2 separate regions of the Mus musculus genome follow, and region 2 is linked to region 1. The links are chromatin contacts, called in public promoter capture Hi-C maps. All regions are on one chromosome and are shown on one strand. Each heading gives the region's core, a stretch centred on a gene start, on an enhancer-like site or on the middle of the called end of the contact. The rest is flanking DNA. Distances are from core to core; before and after follow the strand shown.

Evidence for each region. Capture Hi-C pulls out chosen DNA fragments and counts their contacts.
Region 2: a promoter capture Hi-C map of pancreatic islet shows a contact between it and region 1. The contact joins the promoter of Rpl32l here to the promoter of Map7 in region 1. A contact is called at or near these places in 1 of 15 datasets of contacts at CTCF or cohesin (CD8 T cells), 8 of 484 Hi-C or Micro-C datasets (the AtT-20 cell line, Sertoli cells, cerebral cortex and 4 more), 5 of 115 datasets of contacts at active chromatin or transcription factors (double positive thymocytes, embryonic stem cells, kidney and 1 more) and 3 of 9 other capture datasets (adipose tissue, liver and pancreatic islet).

The regions. Positions count from the first base shown.
Region 1 is chr10:20,168,861-20,175,690 of GRCm38.p6, reverse strand. Map7 (microtubule-associated protein 7) reads right to left here and starts at 4,669. Exons shown (of 18, transcript NM_001358787.1): 1 at 4,370-4,669. The coding sequence starts at 4,502. It overlaps Gm51795 (a long non-coding RNA gene), which reads left to right and starts at 358. Exons shown (of 2, transcript XR_003948992.1): 1 at 358-441; 2 at 2,926-4,446. Gm46213 (a long non-coding RNA gene) reads right to left here and starts at 448. Exons shown (of 2, transcript XR_001779728.2): 1 at 1-448.
Region 2 is chr10:20,203,284-20,210,174 of GRCm38.p6, reverse strand. It overlaps Rpl32l (ribosomal protein L32-like), which reads right to left and starts at 1,736. Exons shown (of 1, transcript NM_001101561.2): 1 at 1,145-1,736. The coding sequence starts at 1,685. The coding sequence ends at 1,284. All of the region lies in intron 1 of Map7 (microtubule-associated protein 7), which reads right to left.

The DNA.
Region 1 (6,830 bases), core at 3,420-5,919:
CCTGTGCTAAGAAAGCAAACTGAGCAAGCCAGGAGGAGCAAGGCAGCAAGCAGCATTCCTCCACGGTCTCTACTCAGTTCCTGCCTCTAGGTTCCTGCTCTGACATGTAACTAAACAGACATGTAACTAAACAGAAATAAATGTTTTCCTCCTCAAATTTCTTATTTTTCGTCTTTATCACAGCAATGGAAAGCAATCCAAGATGAAAGGGAAGCTAAAATCCAGATTACTTTGAAAAACCTCTCTAAATGGAGGCTTAGTTTAAAAACAGAGGATAAATGAAAATACCTATAGATCAAACGTGGAACTGAATCTCAATTATGACATCAGCCCCAGTGGGAGGGGCATCACCACTGAGAAGCTCCAAAGCATGAAGGTGGGAAGACCTGCTGGCTACCGGCTTCCTGGCATGCCATGGAGGAGGAAGAATGAAAGCCAGAGGTGGTGGTGGTGGGGGGTGGGGGGGGGGGGGGAATCTGTCCAGTTGGGGATCAGCCCTTCATCTTTTGAGGGTGGTATTTTCCAAAAGTAAGTTATTTGGAGGCAAGTCTCACAAATGAAGATGATGCTGGAGCTGGAAGGTATATATTAAAGGAAGATTTATATTATAGCCAAACATGGAATGGTGGGACACACTTGCAATCTCAGCACTGGGAAGGCAGTAACAAGAAGATCAGGAAGAATTCAGGGTTACCTGCAGCTCAGCAGTGAGTCTGTGGCCAGCCTGGGCTAACAGAGACCCCGCTTCAAATGAACAAACATGAAACAGACAAAACCCAGGAAAACAATGCCAAAAATGTCAGCACTTTAGGTGGTTCACAAGTGGTAGGAAAGTTACAGTGTGCTGTCCTCATCACGCTTTGGGGGTAGACTTGGAGTCCTCCTGCCTGGGGTCCTGGTCTCCTGCCTGGGGTCCTGGTCTCCTGCCTGGGGTCCTGAGTATGCTTCCAGATGTTTTTCTAACCGCAACCAGACAGCTTCATTGTGGGCACTTCTCCCACCTTTGTTACTCTCCCCTTTCTCAGAGTTCCCCTCATTTTGGTTTACACAACTGTGTTACTGGCCATATTTGTCTTTTTCTACTAGACAGACACCACCTCTGAGAGCAAAAATACTCAATTATCCTTGCATCACAGCACTCTGTAACACTGGGAATGAATAATGCCACAGTGAACATCTAATGAATGTTGGCTTAGAGAGAAAAATGTCTTATTACTTAATAACATGCCATGCTTAGAAAAACTCGGATGGCATGCCTCGGAACATAGCAAAGGCATTCACTTACAGAACTGCCTGCAAAACCTCGCTCAGGCAGGCCTAAGGTCAGCATCACTCAGAGGCTCAGCATTTGGGGGTCGACAAGCAGTAGGATCTGTCTCACTTGCTGATTTAAAGGCTATATGTCAGCAACGGCGAGGCACGGAATGCATGTGCGCGCCAATCCCAATCCCGTGGACATGTGCTCGCTGCTTTAAGAAGTGATCCTGTCGGCTAGCTAACCAGATTCCTCTCTCACTCCAAGTAACTCAGAAGCCACGCCACCTCGGAGTCTAGGTGGTGGTTGCCCCATTCATTCCTGTGAGTGTGTGGTGATGGTTCCTCAACAGTATGTACACCTGAGAATACAGTACTCATCATTAGCCCTGAGTGAGCCTCGCCAGAAGCGCTCCTCTTAATCAAGCCAGACAGCAAGGTTCTTAACTACTGATGACAGGGAAAAACCTATTAGGCATGCAAACCAGCACTGTGCACCAAGTTCAGACATGCTTGGCTGATTAGGCCGTGGAATGGGAAGAAAACCAAGTTTGATTGCTTAACAGTCATACATAGAAGGCAACCTGTATCATCAGGTTCTGTTTGGAAATAGAAGCCCCGTTAAAAGTTGCAAAAGATGATATAATACAGCAATAGTGACTGTAAGGAACACCTGGAGGGGAAGGGGGAGGGGGAGGGGGAGGGGGAGGGGGAGGGGGAGGGGGAGGAGGAGGAGGAGGAGGAGGAGGAGGAGGAGGAGGAGGAGAGGAACAATCTGTCTGTCCAGCTACAGTGTACTGACCAACCGGGCTTGTAGGTTTCATGATCGGCTTTTAAAATTTGTTTTGTTTCTGAGACTGGAACTCATGTAGCTTGGGCTTGCTCATGTATCCAAAGGTAACCTTGAACTACTGGGTCTGTAGATTACACTTCATGGGACACCACACTCAGTTCATGCTATGCTGGGATTGAACTCAGGACTTCATGCATCCTGAACTCCCTTGTCTTCCTCTTTTTACCACAAGACCTAACCATGTCTGGCACTGGGAGTTTGTCAACACGAACCTATGTCACAGCTCTATAGGACAGACTCTGTGGGCCTATAAAGCAGTCTCATGTGGCGACTTGGACTTAAGTAAACTAAATATAATAGATCAGTTTCTCCATTGTTCTAGCTTTATTTCAAGTGCTCTGTAGCTGCACGTGGCTAATGGCTATCACACTGGACAGTGCGGAAATGAAACACGGCTGTGATTTTCTACTAGGCAGAGCTGGACTAGAAAATGGACATTCCTGCTACTCAGATGCTTGAAGAGAAACCGAAAACCACAGCCACAGTGCTTTTATTCATTAAGCATAATCAGAGATATCCAGAATTATTCATCAGCTCATTTTGTTTCCTAGGTCATAAATTAGAGACATATATGGATGTAAAGAAACCCTGGTCATCCTTAATAGAATGGAATCCTCCCCATGTATCCCAACCATCAAGCACACGTACACACACACACACACACACGCGCACACGCGCGCACACACACACACAAACACACACACACAGACATAAAAAGGGATAAACAGCAGGGGATCAGAACTCCTTGGTTTAAGATTCTTGGTGGATACCCAAACATCTTTAGAACTGACTTTCCCCTCTCTCCTTTTCTTTTAAAGGAACTACCCAAGGACAGGTTTTATTTGGAAGGAAAATTAAAAACAAAGAAGCCAGGAAGAAAAAGTCATGAAAAGTAAGAAAAAATGGGTAGCTATCCAAAATGATAATTGCAGGACACTCCAGGGAAGACTCACCGAGCCAGGATGTTTTGACAAATACACCATGGGAATGCTTCAACAAATTGGCATTAACTTTAAAAAAAGTTCCCAATTCTGCAGAGAATAAATGACTGGCTGCTGACCACCTTGGAGGGGTCTCACTGAGAGCAGCCTGCTCGGACTCAGCTGTCAACCCATGAGCAACTGAAGAAATATCCCCCCTCTACAGCAACACTGAGTTTCTGAGGTCACTGGGCATTCCGACAGAAACCCCGACAACAAACAGAAATCATCTGCAGTGATAATACTCTTTTCAAGAATGGAAGAAAAACTTACTTTTGGGTTTAAAGTACACAGTTTCCATTATATTTAGCAAAAGCAACATGGTTCATTTTGGAGCTAGGAACAAAGCGTCAGTGGCTAGAGCCACACTATGGAAAATTTGATAATGTCGGTGATAGAAAATTTGCCAGTGACAGAATATAAGACCCAAACAGCTCATAAAAATAAACAGATAGGTACCTCTTCTGCTAGAGAGAACAGCTTGCAGGAAGACGCCTACAGGATGCTGGAAAATTTAAGTGCAATCCTAAAAGCCCTTCTTCAAAGATGCATGAGAGTGGCTATGAGACAACACCTCGGAAGGACATCCATGGGATTGAAGCCTGAGCAGCTGCTGCCATGTCATCAGCACAAGGGGACACTCAAGGCTCAGACCTCTGTGTTCTGTAGCCAGCATGTCTGAAGTGGCACAGAGTACTCAGCAGCAGCAGTCAGAAGCGAGACCTCATGCTGCTCCCTCTCCCTGGCTGCCCAAGTTTGCCTGCCTGCCTTCCTTCTCCCTCAGCATCTGAGTAGAAGGAACCTGGAAGCATGCTCATCTTCTGCCCGTGGGGAGGGAGCTCTGGAAAAAAAATCACTTTACCTAATCCGTCCTTTTTACAGAGAAGCTCATTTCACTGAAGTAAACAGAAATGATCCGACGTGGCTACAGGAAAGTGAGGGTACTGTTCCTTTAAACCCCTTGAAGCCAAATTTATTCCCCCACGAGGTCAGAGTCACTGGCCCCTGTTTAAATGAAGGAGTGAATATTAAAGACCTTTATACTAGGAAAATAGTTTGGGTCTTAAAAAGTAAGCTGACCTGAAATAGACCAAACCTACAAAATTTATTTCCACTCCATCAGACTCCATACCCCGAGGGTGTGCGAGCGTGACCAGCAAGCTGTGTTAGGTCACGAATACTCGAGAAGCAGGCATTGCGCGTGCAGTTCGGAACCCGTGCGATAATCAATGTAAGAACAGTGCTGGATCCGGCTCCAGTGAGGGGTAGGGCTGATGCATACCTTTGGGTCTTCTGGCATTTCCACTCTTCTGCAGCTCATCTTCCTCATTAATGGTGAATAGAGCAAGGGGAATTGTCCTTGCAGGAGTCTTCTTCAGTCTCTCTTGTCGGATCGCTGTAGCTGACCCAGGCATAACGCTGCTACTTGTTCGGCAATTATATTAAATATATATGCTTATGTAATTGCAGCTCCCAGAAGCTGCTAGCTCCTAAGCTGCCTGTTCATTTGAGCACTTGTAATAGATCCCCTATGGGTAAACAGTGAGAACAGCTGACAGATACTACCAGCTACTTGGCAACTGAGGTCCTGCTGCTGCCCCTCACCTAGCAGCAGCCCCCTCCCACTTATTCCCCCCAATAGGCACAGGCGCTGGTGAGTAAACACTCTCGCACATGCACACACGCGCACGCGCGCACACACCCATTTCAGAAGGCCTCTATTAAAGGCACGCAGGTTCCGATGCCTCCCTTGGACTGCCTAGCCTTGGTCAATCAGAGCCAGCTTTCCCAGTCTTCTTTTTGCTACCGCACAGCAAAACATTCAGCATGCAGCGGAGGGCAAAAGATGACATGATGCCTGCTGTGAACAGTTGCCCTGACAACCCTGACATAGCCTAATGAAGGAGGCTGGGAGCAGTTCCAGCTGCCCTGGGATGCAGTCCTCAGAACCCACCAGCAGAGGCTTAGCTGCACAGGGCAGCTCCCTCCTCCTCTGGGTGGCAGAGCTGAGCGGCGGAATGGTGGAGCAGGAGAAACGGGTTCGTCTGCAGGAGCAGCAGCTAATTCTTCAGGACAGGAGAGGGGTTTCCTTCTCCCCCTCCCTCGTGGTCTATTACAGTAAGTAAAGATAAGGCAGGCATCCCGCCGCCGCTGCCTCACTCTCCTGACACAAACACCCATGTTTGTATAGGCTGAGCCTTGGTGGCATCTGTCCTGATGTATGGGGCTTCGAATTCATTTTCAATGTGTTCTCAACTCATGTATAAACTCTCTCAAGATACACTGTTCGCTTCGTTCATGAGGCCCACCAGCACAATACCGAAACCCTCCAAGGAGACCAGAAATTGGAGACTGCCTCTTTCAACTAAAAACACTTTCTCTGAAAGTCAGGCTGAAAGGACAGAGACAAAGCCAAAGAGGGGAGTCCCAGCTGCCTGCCACTGCATGACAGCTCTCCTTATCCCAATGCCCGGGCGTCTGCCAAACAGGTCTCGGCTAGTCACCCAGTTTCGGTTCTTTAGGACTATTCTCTCAGAAGCATGCAGCCGCCGTATGATTTTTGTTTCGTTCTGAAGTAAGTTTGCTCATTTTAAGACTTTCCATTTTTATGTTGCTTCAAATTTGTACAGTAATTTTTTTTTAATCAATAGTTTTTATAGCAACAAATAACAATTCAAAAATGCTAATTGCTAAATGAAGGAAAAAAAAGTTATTTTCTTTTGGCCTTTAATCCAAATTAAATCTAATGTCAAAGGCAATCCTTCCCCCTAAACGACTCTCCTACACACTGTCAAAGATTCTAACTCCGCATATGTGTGGGACCTGGGGTCCCATGCCAAGGTGCCCCCTGAGAAATCACACCATGTAACAGGCCTTTGGGGGAAGGGAGGGGAGTAAGGATCTGGAGAAGGGGTGGAGGCAGACAGACTAGAGGAAAGTCATGAGGGCAGAGAAGTGGGGGACAGAGGATGACAGGAAGAGATGCCAGCAGACTGGCTGGGAAATCAAAAAGTCCTTTTTATAAAAGTCACCTGGTGAGCCACCTGCACTTGGGAGCAGGTGATGAAGTGAGTCATTGCTAGGTCCCTGAAGGAGTCTAGTGGCATCGCCTGTAAGCTAACATGTCTTTTGTATGAAACAAACTTCGGCTAGTGTACTTTACTCTTCTTAGTGGCCCAGTTTTCTCTGGACAGCTGGGTGATGACTATTTTATCAGGTTGAGGGTAAGGGTTAAACAAATACAGTGCTCATAAGAGGTGGCTGATAAATAAAAGGTTACCACATCTACAGCACACCCACTGTAACCAGCACAGTGTTTTGCATTTATCTTCAAGGTGTTTTCTTCTCTACTATAAACCCTCTTGAGACACACCGTTTTCATTCATTTGCACCTCCCTGCCCAGTGCTGGGTATAATGGCTAGCAAACCCCACGGAAATGGACAAATTCTCAAAAACCCTTCCCTCCAAAGGCTTGTGATTTAACTAAGTGAGTGCACATTTAGATCCAGACTGGTGGCTTGAAAGAAGGCCAGGAGAATTGTGTTAGCCTATGTGCTACTGGGTTAGGCAAACACAGACTGTGGTTCCCTTACTTCCAGGGTGAGTTCACAAGGCCTCACAGCAAAGCAAAGGCTTTGGAGTTTAATTCATCCACATTGACAACAGATTTCCCCAAGAAGCTTCATGTGCCGGGGCTTAGGGAAGAGCAGTGAAGCGACAGGACACGGGACCCAAGTCATTA
Region 2 (6,891 bases), core at 487-2,986, 37 kb before region 1:
CTGTGCTGCCCTTACTCTCCAGAAGAAGCAAGTTTACAACCTGCTTGGTTGTAACATGTCGAACCTGGCCTCACCCACTCTCATGGGAGAATTTAGGTCATCTATTGCTATTGGCTATGAAATTGCTGAGTAGATATCATGACAGCTGCCACACCCCAGATCTGTTTGGGGATTTAAATTTAAAAGGGTTAACTGCTATAAACCGGAAGCACATTTAATATAATGAGGAACACAATCCTAGAACACAATATTTGATTTCACACCCAAGGTGTGGCTTTGGATCTCTCCTAGAGGCCTTGGATCAGCTCAGGTGTTGTAAACTGTAGACAGAAAAGCAATATCCATACATATGAAAAGTTCAAAATACTATGTTCACATGACTGAGAACTGCTCAAGGACACGGGCCCCATCTGGTCATTAACACTCATCTGACCCCCACACCAACCCAAGACAGGACTTCACTGTGTAGCCCTGGCTCTCCTGGAACTCACTTTGTAGATCAGGCTGGCATCAAACTCAGAGATCTGCCTGGCTCTGCCTCCCAAGTGCTGGGATTAAAGGCATGGGCCACCACTGTCCAGCCATTAATAACCATCGTATACCTCTAAACATACTTAATATATCTCTTTATGAATCTATGAAGAATTCTCAAGACTCCTAGCTCCACACTTGTTAAGGAAGAACTCCCACACATAGAAAACTGCAAGTACATAAACACTTTTTAGTTCTCAGTGACGTCATTTCATTGAAATGTAGCTAACGTCTCTGGATGGAGTATTTGCTAGGCTTTTTCTAATGACTCTGACTGACATCACACTTTTCCTTGGGTTTGGGTAGCAAGGTTTCACGTAACCTAGGCTGGCGTTGAATGTTGCTATGGATGACCCTGATCTCCTGAGCATATTGTTTCCAGCTTAAGTTGGGAATTTTGATTATCAGAAAAAAACTACAAAACCAAACGACTCAAAGCAAGAAGCCTTCTTATTGGTTTCAGGAATCAAAGCCAGGGCTTCCTACATGAGAAACATGTGCTAGACCCTAGCCTTAAAACATCTTAAGATGCTACATAAAAATGTTAATCTTTAACCTTATATGGGCTGTTACAGAAAATCATGAAACCCTTCATTGTTAATGTTAGATAAAATCAAGTAAGCAGAAAGATTAAATATTAACTTTCACCTTTTTGGCTATTTGTCATATTACTTGCTCTTTGGTCATTTTATTTTATTTTTTTTTTCAGGTTTTGTGATTTTACTCAAACATAAAACATGCACATAAGCCGTCTATTCATTTTCTTCGCTGCGTAGCCTGGCGTTGGGATTGGTGACTCTGATGGCCAGCTGTGCTGCTCTTTCTACAATGGCTTTTCGGTTCTTAGAGGTCACCTTGTGAGCAATCTCAGCACAGTAAGATCTGTTGCACATCAGCAGCACCTCTAGCTCCTTGACATTGTGGACCAGGAACTTGCGGAAGCTGCTGGGCAGCGTGTGCTTGGTTTTCTTGTTGCTCCCGTAACCGATGTTGGGCATCAGGATCTGGCCCCTTCTCCGCACCCTGTGGTCGATGCCTCTGGGTTTCCGCCAGTTTCGCTTAATTTTCACATATCGGTCTGACTGGTGTCTGATGAACTTCTTGGTCCTCTTTTTGACGATCTTGGGCTTCACCAGAGGCCGGAGGGCAGCCATGATGCCGCAAAACAGATGGCAGCCACCTCGTAGGCAGCACCAAGGAAGAAGCTGGTCATTTTATTTTATTATGTTTTTGAAGACATTAAAAACCTTCTTGCATAACCTAACAGGTTACAGTGCAGAAATGGTTTGTGGAATCACCCTTTAAAACTGAATAGGACTGAAGAAAAGCAATTTCTCATTAAGAATCCTGATTTTATGAATCCCTGTGGATCTTTTGAAGTAAGATATAAATCAACAAACCTAATTATTTGTATTATGGAATTTATTTATACACACGCACTGCTCTAATACATGATGAAACATTTTAGATTTCACTAAGCAAACTGTCTTTTGATTAAAAAAAAAGCACAACTCACTCATACTGAGTAGTCATGTGCTAGTTATTCATGAATGTTGAGAATCTAAAGGGCTGATAGACCTGTCAGTTTACAGCTCAGTAAAACCTTCATGTTTCACGATGCTCTGATATGCGACACAAAGTACAGAGTCAAGTTCTTATCACACTAGGGCCTGAGACTTGGAGGGACAATTTCATGTGAGAGAATAACTACTAGATACCAACTCAGTAAAATGCCATTAGAATATTTTAGTGGGCTTAACTGAGTGTATGATTTGCATCTTAGAAGGTAATTGTAAATTAAGTCTTGGAACAAAACATGTCACACACCTTTAGTTTATGTGACAACACGTGCCACTGCCTTGTTATTCTCTCTGCTGATTTAAGTCTCTGTCCCTTTCCTTTTAGGCAATCTCATTTCTAGAACACACACAGAGATGTAGGTTCAGCTCCAGCAGCTGTGATTGGACAGTTGTGGCGGGGGGGGGGGGGTTCAGGAGCAACACACAGTTCCTAGGAAAAAATTTTTAATTTCTGACCTCATTCACCCCTCCCAGCTATTACTTCCTTTCAGTTTTTATATTTTTTTGTTTAGGAGAAGCTAGTTAAATTACATTTAACCTAGCATACTTTGAGTCTTGGAAGATACAAGTCAGGGAATAATGATGCTTTGACAAATTTTACTGATGGCTGCTTTTTCAAAAACAAGCAAATAAACAGCAAAAATATCAACCCACCGAATCTAAAATCATTCAGCTCAGACTTCAATCCCATCCTTTTGGAGGCTGAGAACAGATCACTAATTTACTGAAAGCCTTTCAGACTCTATTCTAAAGACTCCAGACTCAGTGACTACTCGCTGAAGACTTAAGTGAGTACCAAGCTGCTGGGAAGTAGTATGGGCTAAGGTGGCTCACAGGGCAGCAGGGGCAGAGGGGCTGTTCGCTTCTTGCCTCACTCATCCCTGACCATCCCTGTCCAGGGCTGGTCCAACGGAAGCAGGCGTCTCCCACCTGTGTGTACTCCATGGCTGAGCTGCTGGGCTGCCGTGTGGGCGGAGGACATACATAGCTACACCTGCTCATCTCTCCTCTAAGCTTATAGCTTCAAACTGAAGCTGGAGTCAATGGAAACAAAGCTTTCATGTTTTCTGCTTCTACGAGGTCTTTGTAATATCCAAAACCCAAGAGACGGAAAGAAAACAATAGGACCAAAATTCAGTATCATTTAAAAATTAATCTAGGATATTAAGAACTCTCTGGCTTAGCCCCAACCTTTTTAAATCTGAAATTTAACTGTTGATTTGTCCCATTTCTGTGCCCAGTAATGCGTAGTTCACATGATGTTGGCAAACTTATCGTATCATATCGAAATACAAAACTGGCTGCGCATTCATCATTATGTTTTATCCTAAGACATGAAAACCCCATGCGAATCTGCTTTACACTGTTTTGTTTATCAGTGCTATAAAGGTCAAACTCAGGATGGTGAACACAGTAGACAAGTGTTCTACTCTGGCCCACCCCCCCCCCCCTCAAATAACACTTGTGTGTAGAGAGCTTGTCTATAAAAATATGCTCAAGGGCAGAAAGAATCTGGAAATTAGTTAAGCGAGCAAATCATATAGGAGGAATTTTGCTTTTCTTTGATGTATGTTGAAGCCTAAAATCTGAGATGCCCCCATTGTACAACACTGTACACTGACAATACACATTTTTCTCTCATTTTGACTGATAATTAGTAAATAACTCATCTCAAAATTAGTAAAGTCAGAGCTAAAAGGCAAACTCAAAATCAAAGCTCAAAGTCACTTCAAATATGCTGTCCCAATTCTGTACTTTTAACCATAAAATATAAATAACAATTATTTAGACTATGAGTCATCTCCTAGTAGTTACTAGAGATTGATATTACATAAAATTCATGTCTTTCTCATAGCAAGTGTTTTATAGTAAAATATAAATGATACTCATTAAATATACTTAAAAGCAAACAACTCCTTCCTTATCTTAAAACTTGGTGAATGTCTACTAGAGAAGAAAGGAGAGCATTCCAGTAGGAAAAGATGAGAGAGAAATGCAGGTTGTGTTTCTGAAATTGACAGATGGATGGATGGAAGGAAGGAAAGAAGGAAGGAAGGGAGGGAGGGAGGGAGGGAGGGAAGGAGGGAGGGAGGGAAGGAGGGAGGGACAAGGAGGTAAGACAAATGCCTTCTTAATCCTGCAAATGTGCTACTCTGCGGAGAAATGCCATCATCTCCACCTCCACCATCTGGTCCAGAGGGAATATTAGGAGCAGTAAGAAATCAACAATTATGTAGCAAACTTTCCTTCAGCTAACGTTTAACTGCATGTGGTCCTCCGTGGGCCGAGACACTGTTGAGTCTTTTTTGTGCTTGTCACAGCAAGCAGCAGTGGTGTGGACACGGATAATGATACCACTCGGCTCTAGGATGTGACCACTGCACTTCCACACAGCAAAGGTAACTTTAAATCCTGCTCTGCTTTCTAACAATACCAGCACTAAAAGGTCTTTCTTTCTCTTTTTAGCAAACAGATCTAGTAAGAGCTTTCCTACCGCTTCCACCTGCTGGAAGCGTTACTTTGTCACGCTGGCCTAGCGAGCACTACATTGTTACAGATTCTTATTAAAGTTTTCACGAGTAACTTACATTCCATTCCAGCATCTTCCATGCTAAAACCCCTTCTCGGATGTGCTGCAACATATCTGCATGTCTCCCTCTTCTTGCTCTGTGTCCCACAGCCGGGCAAACACCAAACGGTCAGGCTAAGATTCTTTTTCCAGCTCGAGGTACACTCGGGAGAGAGTGAAAGGGTGACAAGACCTCTCTCCAACCCGGCAGCCTGGTTTGAAACGGCAGTCCTGATCACTGAACCAAGTAAAACTTCTGTTCAAAAGAGTCAGTGAAGCTCACAGGAGCGTGGGAGGCCTCTCCTGGTTAAAAAATGCCCGTGAAGACACCCCAGTCTCAGGGACTCACTGGCTGGGGCCCCCAAACAGGCTGTGAATGAAGCACACACTAGGAGATGAAATTGCCCTGCTGCATCTACTGTCCTCCTTTTTCTCCAGGCTCTTTTGCCTTTTGGCTTGGGGGTCCCACAACAACACATTTAGATCCTCCAAGTGCCCCACTAAGCGTTGCTGAAGCAGAAGCAACCATAGGCGTGCATTCAGACTCGGTCATGCAGGGACCCCTCTGTTCTTTTTCCTCTCAGCTGCTGAGGACGAGTCACCGAGACACAGCAGGAAGTAAAGGCTTTGACTTGCTTTAGCAGGTTCTAAGAAACGATAAGTCTTCAAGGGGGAGGGCCAGGGCCACACGGTACAAACATTGAAACTCGAGAAATTATTTCTTCTCTGGAAGCTGCCACTTTGTTAGTTGGGAGTCACGCGGAACTCTGGGCTCGGTGTCTCGCCACCATGATGTTTTATCTTTAAGAGGGGGTTCTCCCCTTTTCTTTTAAGATGGTATTGTAATTACAATATTTCCCTTTTGTCCCTCCAAAGACTTCCACGCTTCCATATTCTTTTCCCTGCTCCCCTTTAAATTCATGGCCACTGTTCTATTAATTTGTATTCCACATGTAAACAGGCGGAGCCCATTTAATGCTACTTGTTTGTATTTTTTTCATGGCTGACCATTGGCACTGGACAAGTTGGCGTGCTCTCTCCTTGGGAGGGCCACCTCGCCGCTCATTCTCAGTTTTACTCGGTTATTTTTATTTGTGTGTGTGTGTGTGTGTGTGTGTGTGTGTGTGTGTGTGTGTGAGAGAGAGAGAGAACATACTACCCGCAGGCAGACGCCTACAGACACAGAAGAGTCAGTCTACCTGTGTACAGGTGGTTGTAAGCTGCTCAGTGCAGGTTCTGGAAACTCAACTCCAGTCCTCTGCAAGAGCTGTATGGACTCTCAACCACTGAACCATGTATTAAGCCTGGTTTATTTTTTGTTTTTTTGAGACAGCAGCTCACTATGTAGTCAAGGCTGGACTGGGATTGAGCTTGCTATGTAGCCCAGGCTCACCTTAAACTCATGAAATTCCTACTTACGTTGATTCAGTGCTGGGATTATAGGTTTGAACCACGATTCTGTGCTTTAAAGGGCTTTTGTGTAGAGTCACAATAGAAGTCTTATTACAGATATGGCGTGAGGTCCAGAAATCTTTGATTAAAGCCAATTAACCTAATGAATTTAAGTTAACTACAAGCCCAACTTCAAACAGAAGACTCAGGTTTTTAGAAGAGATGAAACCATTCTCAGTGACCTTGAGTGGCCCCAGTGAGAGGCTGGACACCATAGCTTCCAAGATAGCTGAGGCTCAAGCGCCCACTGAAGCCTTTATGAAGCCATGGAAGGAGCTAAGGGGTGTGAGCTTCAGCCAGGACACCCCACACCCTCAGCACTCACCGCCACCGCTGCTGGGCCGCCCTCGTCCCAGCTCCTGACACTATGCAAACAGTTTGCATGGCGTAGACAAGTTGTCTGATGCAGGGTTTTACAACCCTGGTGCCACTGATCTTTAGCCTGGAAAACTCCTGTTATACATAGCAGTTCAAACTTTATGATGGTCTGTTTGATGTCAAGTGTTATTCTGAGAACTTTACACAAGTGGGCTGATCTGACATCACAACAATTACTTTATTATGCCAATTCTGCAGATGGAGTTCCTGGGCAGCAGAGGTAGACACCCAGTGAAGCTAGTCTTAAGTCTATAGATCTGATCAATTTCTGGTCAAACATCCCATGGAAAAATTGTATCTGTACTGATCATCGTTGCTTAAACAGTGCAGCCTAACAGCTATTCATATTGCATTGGGTATTATAGGAAATGTAGAAATGGT